2 separate regions of the Sus scrofa genome follow, and region 2 is linked to region 1. Evidence: chromatin contacts called from public HiChIP or PLAC-seq data. All regions are on one chromosome and are shown on one strand. Each heading gives the region's core, a stretch centred on a gene start, on an enhancer-like site or on the middle of the called end of the contact. The rest is flanking DNA. Distances are from core to core; before and after follow the strand shown.

Region 1 (4,760 bases), core at 1,522-4,021:
TATTTCCATCACATCGTAAGACAATGTTCCTCCATTATGGATAGATTTCTCACCAGTATTATCTGGAGAGCTTCTTACAAAAGCATATTCCTGAGACCTATCCAAATTCAGACACTTTGGGGCTGGATCTCCAAGAATCTTTTTTTTTTTTGGTGTTCCTGTCGTGGCTCAGTGGTTAAAGAATCTGATTAGCATCCATGAGGATGCAGGTTTGATCCCCAACCTTGCTAAGTCTGGTAAGGATCTGGCAATGCCATGAGCTTTTGTGTAGGTTGCAGATGCCACTCAGATCTTGCATTGCTGTGGCTGTGACTGTGGCCAGCAGCTACAGCTCCGATTAGACCCCTAGCCTGGGAACCTCCAAACGCTGCGGGTGTGGCCCTAAAAACTAAAAAAAAAAAAAAAAAAAAAGATTCTTATGCACCCTGAAGTTTGTGAATCACAGGCTACATTCTTACCCTCTTCTAAGTTCAAAGAGAAGAAGAGACTCCTTTAGTATTGCCCAAGTGCACCATAAACAAACCAAGACCATTGAAAGAGCCATCCATCTTCTCTCTCATAGTCTCCTTTTTCTTTGTAACTTTCCCTCAGTATTTTATTTTGAAACTATCCAAACACAGAAAAGTTGAAATAACTGTACAGTGGACACCCATATACTACTCCATTGACATGTTCCTGCAGTTGCTTTTTCACCAGACTCTCCTTTTACTCATATCTTTATTCATTAACCCATCTTTTTGGGAGGGGGCGATGAATTTCTAAGTAAATTTCAGATGCAGGTAGTGACTTATTTGGGATGATGGTGATTTGAAGAATAACAAAGCACTGAATTCTTAGAGCCCTGGTGAAAACACAGTGGCTTTATTGGACAGGATTTGTTGGCTGCTTTGCCTCAGCAAGAGGTTCAGAATGTTCAATTAAAGATAGAAGGATAGCTTTGGCTGACTGTAGAGTCCCTCCCCATCTTCCTGCAGGGTAGTATCTACTTGTCTCTATTTATTTGAATGGAACCTTTTGTTTTGTTACTAGGGGGAAAAAAAGGGAAGTTTGGGGCTGTGGAGAACAGAAGATAAATGTGGAAACAGAGGGCAGCAGTAACCCCTTCCCTCCTCCATGGGTCTTGAGGCCCTAATGGATAGCCGGTTTGAGGTTTGCTGGGCTAGCGGTTAGCAAGGCCATGAGTCAGACTGCCTAGGCCTACATTCCAGTTGCCCCTGGGTGTTTGACCTTGGATGTTATCCTTGGCCTCTTGGCCTTATTTCCAAACTGAATTTGAGTCTGCTTACCCACTGCATAGCAAAGCCAGCTGACTGACACCCAGTCATAGTGATGGAAAGTACAGCATTTATTGCATAGCCCAGCAAAGAGCATGAATGGCTAGTATTCAAAAGATCAGAACTTCTCGATGGTTTTCTGGGGAGGGCTCTAAAGGCAACATTTGGGGTGAGAGTTGAAGGGGGCGTGACTTACTTCTGATTGGTTGATGGTACTGTAACAACCTTCAGGTTTCAAAAATCTTCATCACCCACCTTCTGGTTCCAACCAGAAGTGTGGCGTCTATGTGCTTGTTGTCAGCATGTAGCTACTATTCTTCACCTGAGTGGGGGGACTTGGTTCCTGCAGAACAACTCAAAATCTGTGTCAGATGTTATGTGCATCCCCTGAGGAGGAGCTAGGACTCTATTCACTGAACTGTTGTTTCTTGCTTTTCTTTCTGCATTCCTCACTTCTCTAATTAGTAACCGCTTGACTCTGCTCTTTGGAGCTCAGGAAAGGCCTAGGAGACTAAAGCCTTTTTCTACAGGCAAGAAACAAGGGGACACAGATGGGCCTTTGTACCTGGAAGGGCTTGGTTTAAGCCTTAGTTTTCTCATCTGTAAAACTTATGACAGTACCTACATTACGTTGTTTTGGAGAAATATGTGTGCCTGGCATATGACTGGATCAACTTCAGTAGATAAAATATAATTACTTTTTTTTTTCAGGGCTGCACCCACGGCACATGGAGGTTCCCAGGCTAGGGCTTCAATAGCAGCTGTAGCTACTGGCCTACACCACAGCCACAGCAATGAGGGATCTGAGCCATGACTGTGACCAACACCATGACTCATAGCAACATAGCAACGCTGGATCCTTAACCCACTGAGCTAGGCCAGGGATCGAATCTGTATCCTCGTGGATACTAGTCAGGTTTTTTTCTGCTGAGCCACAACAAGAACTCCTAATTGATAAGTCTAAGTTCACCAAAATTAACATGTGATCGTAGCAGCTGGTGAACAAGAAAGAGACAAGTAAATTGAACAATTTTGACAAGTAAGCCTAAAACCTCAGAGAGAAGCAGGAGAGAGCTTCCTTAAAATACTTCCAGACAGCCCATAGCATTTAAAATGAAATCCAATTTTTCCCTTGCTGTGCAAGCCCCCTGCATTATCTGGTCTCTGACTACATCTTCAGCTTCACCTACTTCTCCCTTACTTAACCTAGCCACACTAGCCCTTTCAAACTGCGCCGAACTCGTTCAGTCCTCAGGAATTTTGCACCTGCGGTTCCCCTTCTTTGAGTCTCTCCAAGTCGTTATAAGTCTCGATGCGTAAGGCCTCGCGGCAGGGGGCGGGACTAGAGTGAGGCGGAGGCGGGGCCGAGCGGAGGCGGGGCCGAGCGGAGGCGGGGCCGAGCGGAGGCGGGGCCGAGCGGAGGCGGGGCCGAGCGGAGGCGGGGCCGAGCGGAGGCGGGGCCGAGCGGAGGCGGGACCGGGGCGGGGTCGGCCGGAAGCGGGCGGAGGCCCAGGAAGTGACGGCCTTCGCGGAGTCCGCCGAGACTGAGACGCCAGCAGCTCTCTTGCGTCCCTGGGCCCTGGGCGATGGAGAACGGAGCGGTCTACAGCCCCACCACAGAGGCGCACCCAGCCCCCTCCAGAGGCGCCCGGAGAGGCCTCTCCAGCTACTTCACCTTAAAGCGGCTCAAGGGGCCCTTGCGAATCCTCAAATTTATGCAGCTGGTGAGTCTGCGGGCTGGGCGGGAGAGAGGAGGTTGCGGAGCCGCCCTCAACCTGGCTGTTGGAAGGGGCAGTTTCCACACCCCCAGTGACTTCCCCCTCTGCCTGGGAAGGGGCTGTTTCCTTCCGGGCTCCCCCTTCCCACCGGCCCCCTCCTCTCCTGGTACGTCCGGGTTGAGTTCCCGGTGGCGACCTAGGACCCCTCAGTGTGTTTGGCGGGCGCAGGAAGTGCGTGGGGGAGACCCAGGTCGTCCACGCAGACTTTCAACTTCCATAGCGACTTTCATCGCTTCTCCCAGCTATTACTCTGGGAACATTATCTCCCGAAGTCCTCATATTTAGGAAATGAAATGCTTTTTTTTATCTTTCTCTGGTTTTTGCGGTTTTCCTGGTGCGCGCCGATGGGGGCAGTTTAATTTGTTGGACAGAGTCTTTGGATACTGCGCATGGTGTTGAGATGTGTGTGTCCTAAATTGTCTCCAAATAGTTATATATTGGCTGGAAAAGAATTGTTCCTGAATAAGCAATATGTGTGTACTAAATACAAAGTCAAAAGGACAACCTTTTTTTGGTGTGTTTGTACGCAGGTAGCAGTGCCAGGGCACGGTGTACTTCTTTTTCAGTTTCATTGAATTTCAGTTTATTTTAGGCTTTGGTTAAGGACCTTAAACCTATTAGTGAAAATATCAAAACATCTCTGAGGTTTAAATTTTAATTCAAGTCACACACACATCGTTGCTGTTTTAAGCAATGATGAATAACATTTTCTGCCAGAGGGAAAATCAGACTGTTTAGCATTTCTAGTTTATGGGTTGGTTTGGTTTGTTTAACCATCCCACGTGAAAATAGCCAGTTGGTTTCCTTCGGAAGAAATTAAGTTCTTAGAACTCAGATAACCAGAATTTATATTCTTAGAACTCATATGACCTACTTTTATTGTATAGAAGAATAGCAGTGGGAAAACTAATGCTACTTTTTAGCCACTTCTGGGAATAATTAGGAAATCACGTGGAGGCAAGTGACAGGCCTATGGAACTTAGGAGGGTCTGGCTCTACTTTTAGTTCCAAACTGGCAAGCTTTCTGTTCTTAGCAGGTTCAGTTTCCTTTCTGCCATTGTTCCTTTGCATGGATCCTTCTTTCTACCCAGAAGGGCTTCCTTCTGCCCTTCCTCTTGTCAGTTCTCACATGACTTTTAGATACAAGCTATATTTGTCTGCCTTAGAGCTAAAATGTTTCTAAATAGTAGAACTCTTTAGAACAGAAAAGAATAAATATTCATCTGAAGTACTCTTGGTGCTCAGAAGACATATCAATATTGGTCTCTTGTACATTAAATTTCTTTTAGGTTGCCATTATATTTCCTTTCTAATCAGAACTGGCAAATCTAAAGTAAAATTTCTCATTACCTTTGTTATTATAGTTTAATAAACCAAAGTTCCATATCTTTATAATAGAATACAACCAAAAGTGGGGTAGTGGACTTTTTTTTTTTTTTTTTTGGTCTTTTTGCCTTTTCTTGGGCTGCTCTCACAGCATATGGGGGTTCCCAGGCTAGGGGTCGAATCGGATAGCCGCCAGCTTACGCCACAGCCACAGCAACAGGGGATCTGAGCCGCATCTGCGGCCTACACCACAGCTCACGGCAAAGCTGCATCCTTAACCCACTGAGCAGGGCCAGGAATCGAACCCGCAGCCTAATGGTTCCTAGTCGGATTGGTTAACTACTGAGACACGACAGGAACTCCAAGGGTAGTAGACTTTTTA
Region 2 (4,624 bases), core at 1,380-3,879, 160 kb before region 1:
TTTCTTTCCTTTTCAGCCATGTTCATGGCATGACGAAATTCCCAGGCCAGGGACTGAACGAGCACCACAGAAGCCACCAGAGCCATAGAAATGACAAGTGGATCCTTAATCCACTGAGCCACCCAGGAACTCCATGGACCCCCATTTCACAAATGAAGAAACTGTGGCTCAACTGAGAACCTTTCCCAAGGAGCAAGGCTTTGCGCTCACCAAGCAGTCACAATTTTACTCACTAAACAATCCTCATACCTGCCTCTCCTCTCCATCTACCACTATCATAAAGTAAAAAGGAAACATCTCTTAAAGCCAGAACCGAAGTTGATCTCAACTAACCCTTTACCAACACTGTATGATAGATAATATCATTCTCCAGGCAGGAAAGCAGAGGCTTAAATAAAGTTCCTTTTTTGTTGTTGGGTTTTTTTTTTTTTTTTTGTCTTTTTTTTTTTTTTTTTTTTTTGCCTTTTCTAGGGCCGCTCCCGCAGCATATGGAGATTCCCAGGCTAGGGGTCTAATTGAAGCTGTAGCTGCCGGCCTACGCCAGGACCACAGCAATGAGGGATCCGAGCCATGTCTGCAACCTACACCACAGCTCACGGCAACACCGGATCGTTAACCCACTGAGCAAGGCCAAGGATCCAACTCGCAACCTCATGGTTCCTAGTCAGATTCTTTAACCACTGCGCCATGACGGGAACTCCTAAATAAAGTTTCTTAAAACTTGCCCATGGTCACACAAATACCATATGGTACAACTAGGCTGAACCTAGGCTTCCCGATTTCATTTTTATTATTTTTTTGCTTTTTAGGGCCAAACCCACAGCATGTGGAAGTTCCCAGGCTAGAGGCTGAATCAGAGCTACAGCTGCTGGCCTACGCCACAGCCACAGCAATGCTGGATCCTTATCCCACTGAGCGAGGCCGGGGATCAAACCCACATCCTCATGGTTCCTAGTCCGGTTCATTAGCCACTGAGCCACTAAGGGAACTCCTAGGCTGCCTCATTTCAAACTTCCTCCTCCTCCTACCTCTTCATCACTTATCACTTGGCTCAGTTAAAACATGAAGCAGCTCACAGGACACCACTGCTGACATCTCTCAATGGCTCCCCATAAGTTAGAGCGAAATTTCACCTTCTTCCATGGCCCACAAAGACTGACAGAAGCTGTCCCCCACCCCCTAACTCTGACTTTGCCTCTTGCCTCACCTCCTCTGCTCACTATGCTATAAAATACGCTGAGTGCTCTGATACGCCAGCAGTTGGTCCAGGTGCTGGAAACGGCACACAACCCCAACACAGACAAAAGTGCCTGTCCTCAAGGTGCTTATGCTCCCAGGTCTTCCTGCTGTACATTTTCCAAGGGGTCTGTACAGCTGCTGCTCCACCTATCTGCATCATTCTTGCTTCCTGTGGCTGGCTCTTTAGTCTTTGTTCAAATGTCACCTCTTAGAGAGCCTTTCCATATCTGATCCACTCTCAGTTATTGAGATCAAGACATACTAAAACACACACTACATTTGAGATTTCCTTTTTTCTTTTTTAAATTAATTTTAGTTTTAAAAATAATTTTACTGTGAAAAATCTTAAGTGTTGACTGCTTCTAAGTCCTGTCATTTAAATTCCAACAAAACCTGGATGGATGCCACAGAGAACATTATTTTCTTACAGGAAACATAGGCCAGACCATCCCAAAAGTAGGCAGGAAAGCATTTTATATTCTTCAAAGGAGAAGATTTTTAGGAAGGGGGTAGTAATCCATAAAGAAAATCGTCACGATAAATTAGTCTTGAGGAACTAGGGGAAAACAGGTTCCACACGCAAGATATTAAAAAGCAGAGTCTGAAGTGAGACACAATAAAGTTATTCCCATTTAAATAAATGGTTTTCATAAAGCTAATTATATACGACGTGGCCGACCAGAGGCAAGCTGATGTCGCCGTGACCAGCCAGGGAAGTCCTGGCCGGAGCCAGGGGAAATCAAGGTAGCTCTTTTTCCAGGGTGAACTTTCCTTGCTCTGCTTTCCCCAAAGGGAAGTCAGAAAATCTGTGAAGCGGCCACATAGGTTTAAGCTTTTTAAACCAGAGCTATTCCGGAGAGCGGGGCAAAGGAGGGCAGAAGTAGCTTCACGCCACACTTGGTAAGAAACTATCTGACATCGGGCCCAAAGACTCACATTAGCCCCTCAGAGGGAGAGGATGGGGAGAGAAATGGCACGCCCCAATTAGAGTCACCCTAGAGTCCCCAACCTCCAGTCCCCAACCGGAGCTCCTCCGCCGAAGCGCAGGGTCTGCCTGCTCCCGCGTGTCCCGTTTCGACCCTGATCGCTGGGCGCGGGCACCTCACCTGAGGGCTTGTCTGCAGCCATCTTCCCGCCTCGGCTCAGGTTCTTCCCCGCAGGTGGCGTGGCCTCCACTCCAGCTGCCCGGCCGACCGCTGTCCTGGACCTCGGAGGAAAAGTCTGCACCCACTCCCCGGGTTCCGGTCTGTGGAGTGGGCAGACGGCGGGCTGAGGAAGTGACGAAGGCTAGCTCGCGTAGTCTAGCAACAGCAGCAGCGTCTCCGCCAGGGCGGTGCCACCGCCTCCAGCCATGCCCGGCTTCCGCCTCGCCGAGTCCCCTGACACACTACTTCCGGGGGCCGCAGCCGGCGTGGGAACTGCGGCTGGTCCCGCCCCACGCTGGCGTCCCCGGCGCCCCGCCCCCCGCAGCGTGAGCGCGCGCTCCCGTCCGGAAGTACGCTCAACCGCACCTCTGGGAGAAAGCTGTGCGCTAGTGTTTGTGCTTGTCCTGGTTAGACTTCGTAAGTATCAGCCCTTTTGTCCCTCATTTTACGGAAAACCACATAACTGCACTTGACATCTAAGCTTAAGGCTAAGCTTAGCTAAGCTTAAGGCTTGCACTTGGCTTGTATACTCATTGATTTCTCACAGATCTCTGAGAAGGCACTGTTGCCCTTTCCCTTCCCCATTTAAAGTCAAAACAAAACATTTTGTTTTAGAAGTTTTAGATGTATATAAAATTGCAGAAATGATACATGGAGCTCTTGTGAGCGTTTTGAGTATTATTAAGTCACTACGACACATCTGTCACATCTAAGAAACCACCATTAGCATATTACTATTAATTTTTTTTTCAACTTCACCAGTTTTCTTTCTTTCTTTTTTTTTTTTTTTTTGGTCTTTTTGCCTTTTCTAGGGCCACTCCCTCGGCATATGGGGGTTCCCAGGCTAGGGGTCTAATGGCCTACAGCAGAGCCACAGCAATGTGGGATCCGAGCCGCGTCTGGAACTTACACCACAGCTCACAGCAACGCGGGATCGTTAACCACTGAGCAAGGCCAGGGATCGAACCCTCAACCTCATGGTTCCTAGTCGGATTCGTTAACCATTGAGCCACGACAGGGACTCCCATTCACCAGTTTTCAGTTACGGTCCCCTTTCTGTTCCAGGATCTTTTCCAGGATACCACATTAAATTTATTCATGTCTCCATAAGCTATTCTTTTTTTCCTTTTTACATCCACATCTGCAGCATATGGAAATCCCTGGGCTAGGGGTCTAAATGGAGCTGCAGCTGCAGGCTTACACCACAGCCAGGGCAGTGACAGATCTGAGCCACAAGGATCTGAGCCCCATCTGTGACCTACACCACAACTTGTGGCCAAGCCAGATCCTTAACCCACAGGGAAGGGCCTGGGAAGGAAGCTACATCCTCATGGACACTATGTCAGGTTCTTTACCTGCTGGGCCACTATGGGAATTCTTTCTCAGGCTATTCTTGGCTGTTATTGCTTCTCAGATTTTCCTTATTCTTTTTTTTTTTTGTGTGTGTGTGTTCTTCTAGGGCTGCACCTGTGACATATGCAGGTTCCCAGGCTATGGGTCTAATCAGAGCTGTAGCCACCACCCTATGCCAGAGCCACAGCAACTCAGGATCCAAGCCTCATCTGTGACCTACACAGCTCACGGCAACGCCGGATCCTTAACCCACTGATCGAGGCCAGGGATTGAACCCACAACCTCATGGTTCCTAATCAGATTTGTTAACCACTGAGCCAGGATGGGAATTCCAGATTTTCCTTGTTCTTGATGACGTTGACAGCTTTGAAGAGTACCAGTCAAGGTTTTTGAAGAATGGGTTAATTGTTTTTTTGTTTTTGTCCTCTTAAGGCCACAGTCATAGCATTATGGAGGTTCCCAGGCTAGGAGTCAAATTGAACTTGTAGCTGCTGGCCTACACCACAGCCACAGCAACACCGGATCCTTAACCCACTGAGCAAGGCCAGGGATTGAACCTGTGTCCTCACAGATACTCGTCAGATTCATTTCTGCTGAGCCATGACAGGAACTCCATCCACTGTTTTTTATTTCATGGTTAGACTAGGGTTATAGATTTTTAGCAGAAACACCACAGGGTGACTTGCCATTCTCATTGCATCAAATTGAGACTAGGCACTATCACAATGACTTGGTGATGTTGACCTTGATCCCCTGGCTTAGGTAATTTTTGTCAGGCTTCTCTACTTTTAAGTCATTAAGTGCAGCTCACAGTTGAGTGGTTGAGGGCTGTGAAGCTCTACCTCCTGCTGTAGGAAGGCTGTACATAAATTATCTTTTCCAAGGGA

The links. HiChIP or PLAC-seq counts read pairs in DNA pulled down with a chosen protein or histone mark.
Region 2: an H3K27ac HiChIP or PLAC-seq map of alveolar macrophages shows a contact between it and region 1. The contact joins the promoter of CNOT10 here to the promoter of CMTM6 in region 1. A contact is called at or near these places in 2 of 5 promoter capture datasets (fetal liver and liver), 26 of 47 Hi-C or Micro-C datasets (adipose tissue, alveolar macrophages, blood and 14 more) and 2 of 2 datasets of contacts at active chromatin or transcription factors (alveolar macrophages and skeletal muscle).

Annotation. Positions count from the first base shown.
Region 1 is chr13:18,483,551-18,488,310 of Sscrofa11.1, reverse strand. It overlaps CMTM6 (CKLF-like MARVEL transmembrane domain-containing protein 6), which reads left to right and starts at 2,771. Exons shown (of 6, transcript XM_021071540.1): 1 at 2,771-2,998. The coding sequence starts at 2,861.
Region 2 is chr13:18,647,730-18,652,353 of Sscrofa11.1, reverse strand. It overlaps CNOT10 (CCR4-NOT transcription complex subunit 10), which reads right to left and starts at 2,629. Exons shown (of 17, transcript XM_021071550.1): 1 at 2,346-2,629. It overlaps LOC110256561 (a long non-coding RNA gene), which reads left to right and starts at 2,714. Exons shown (of 4, transcript XR_002338194.1): 1 at 2,714-2,801.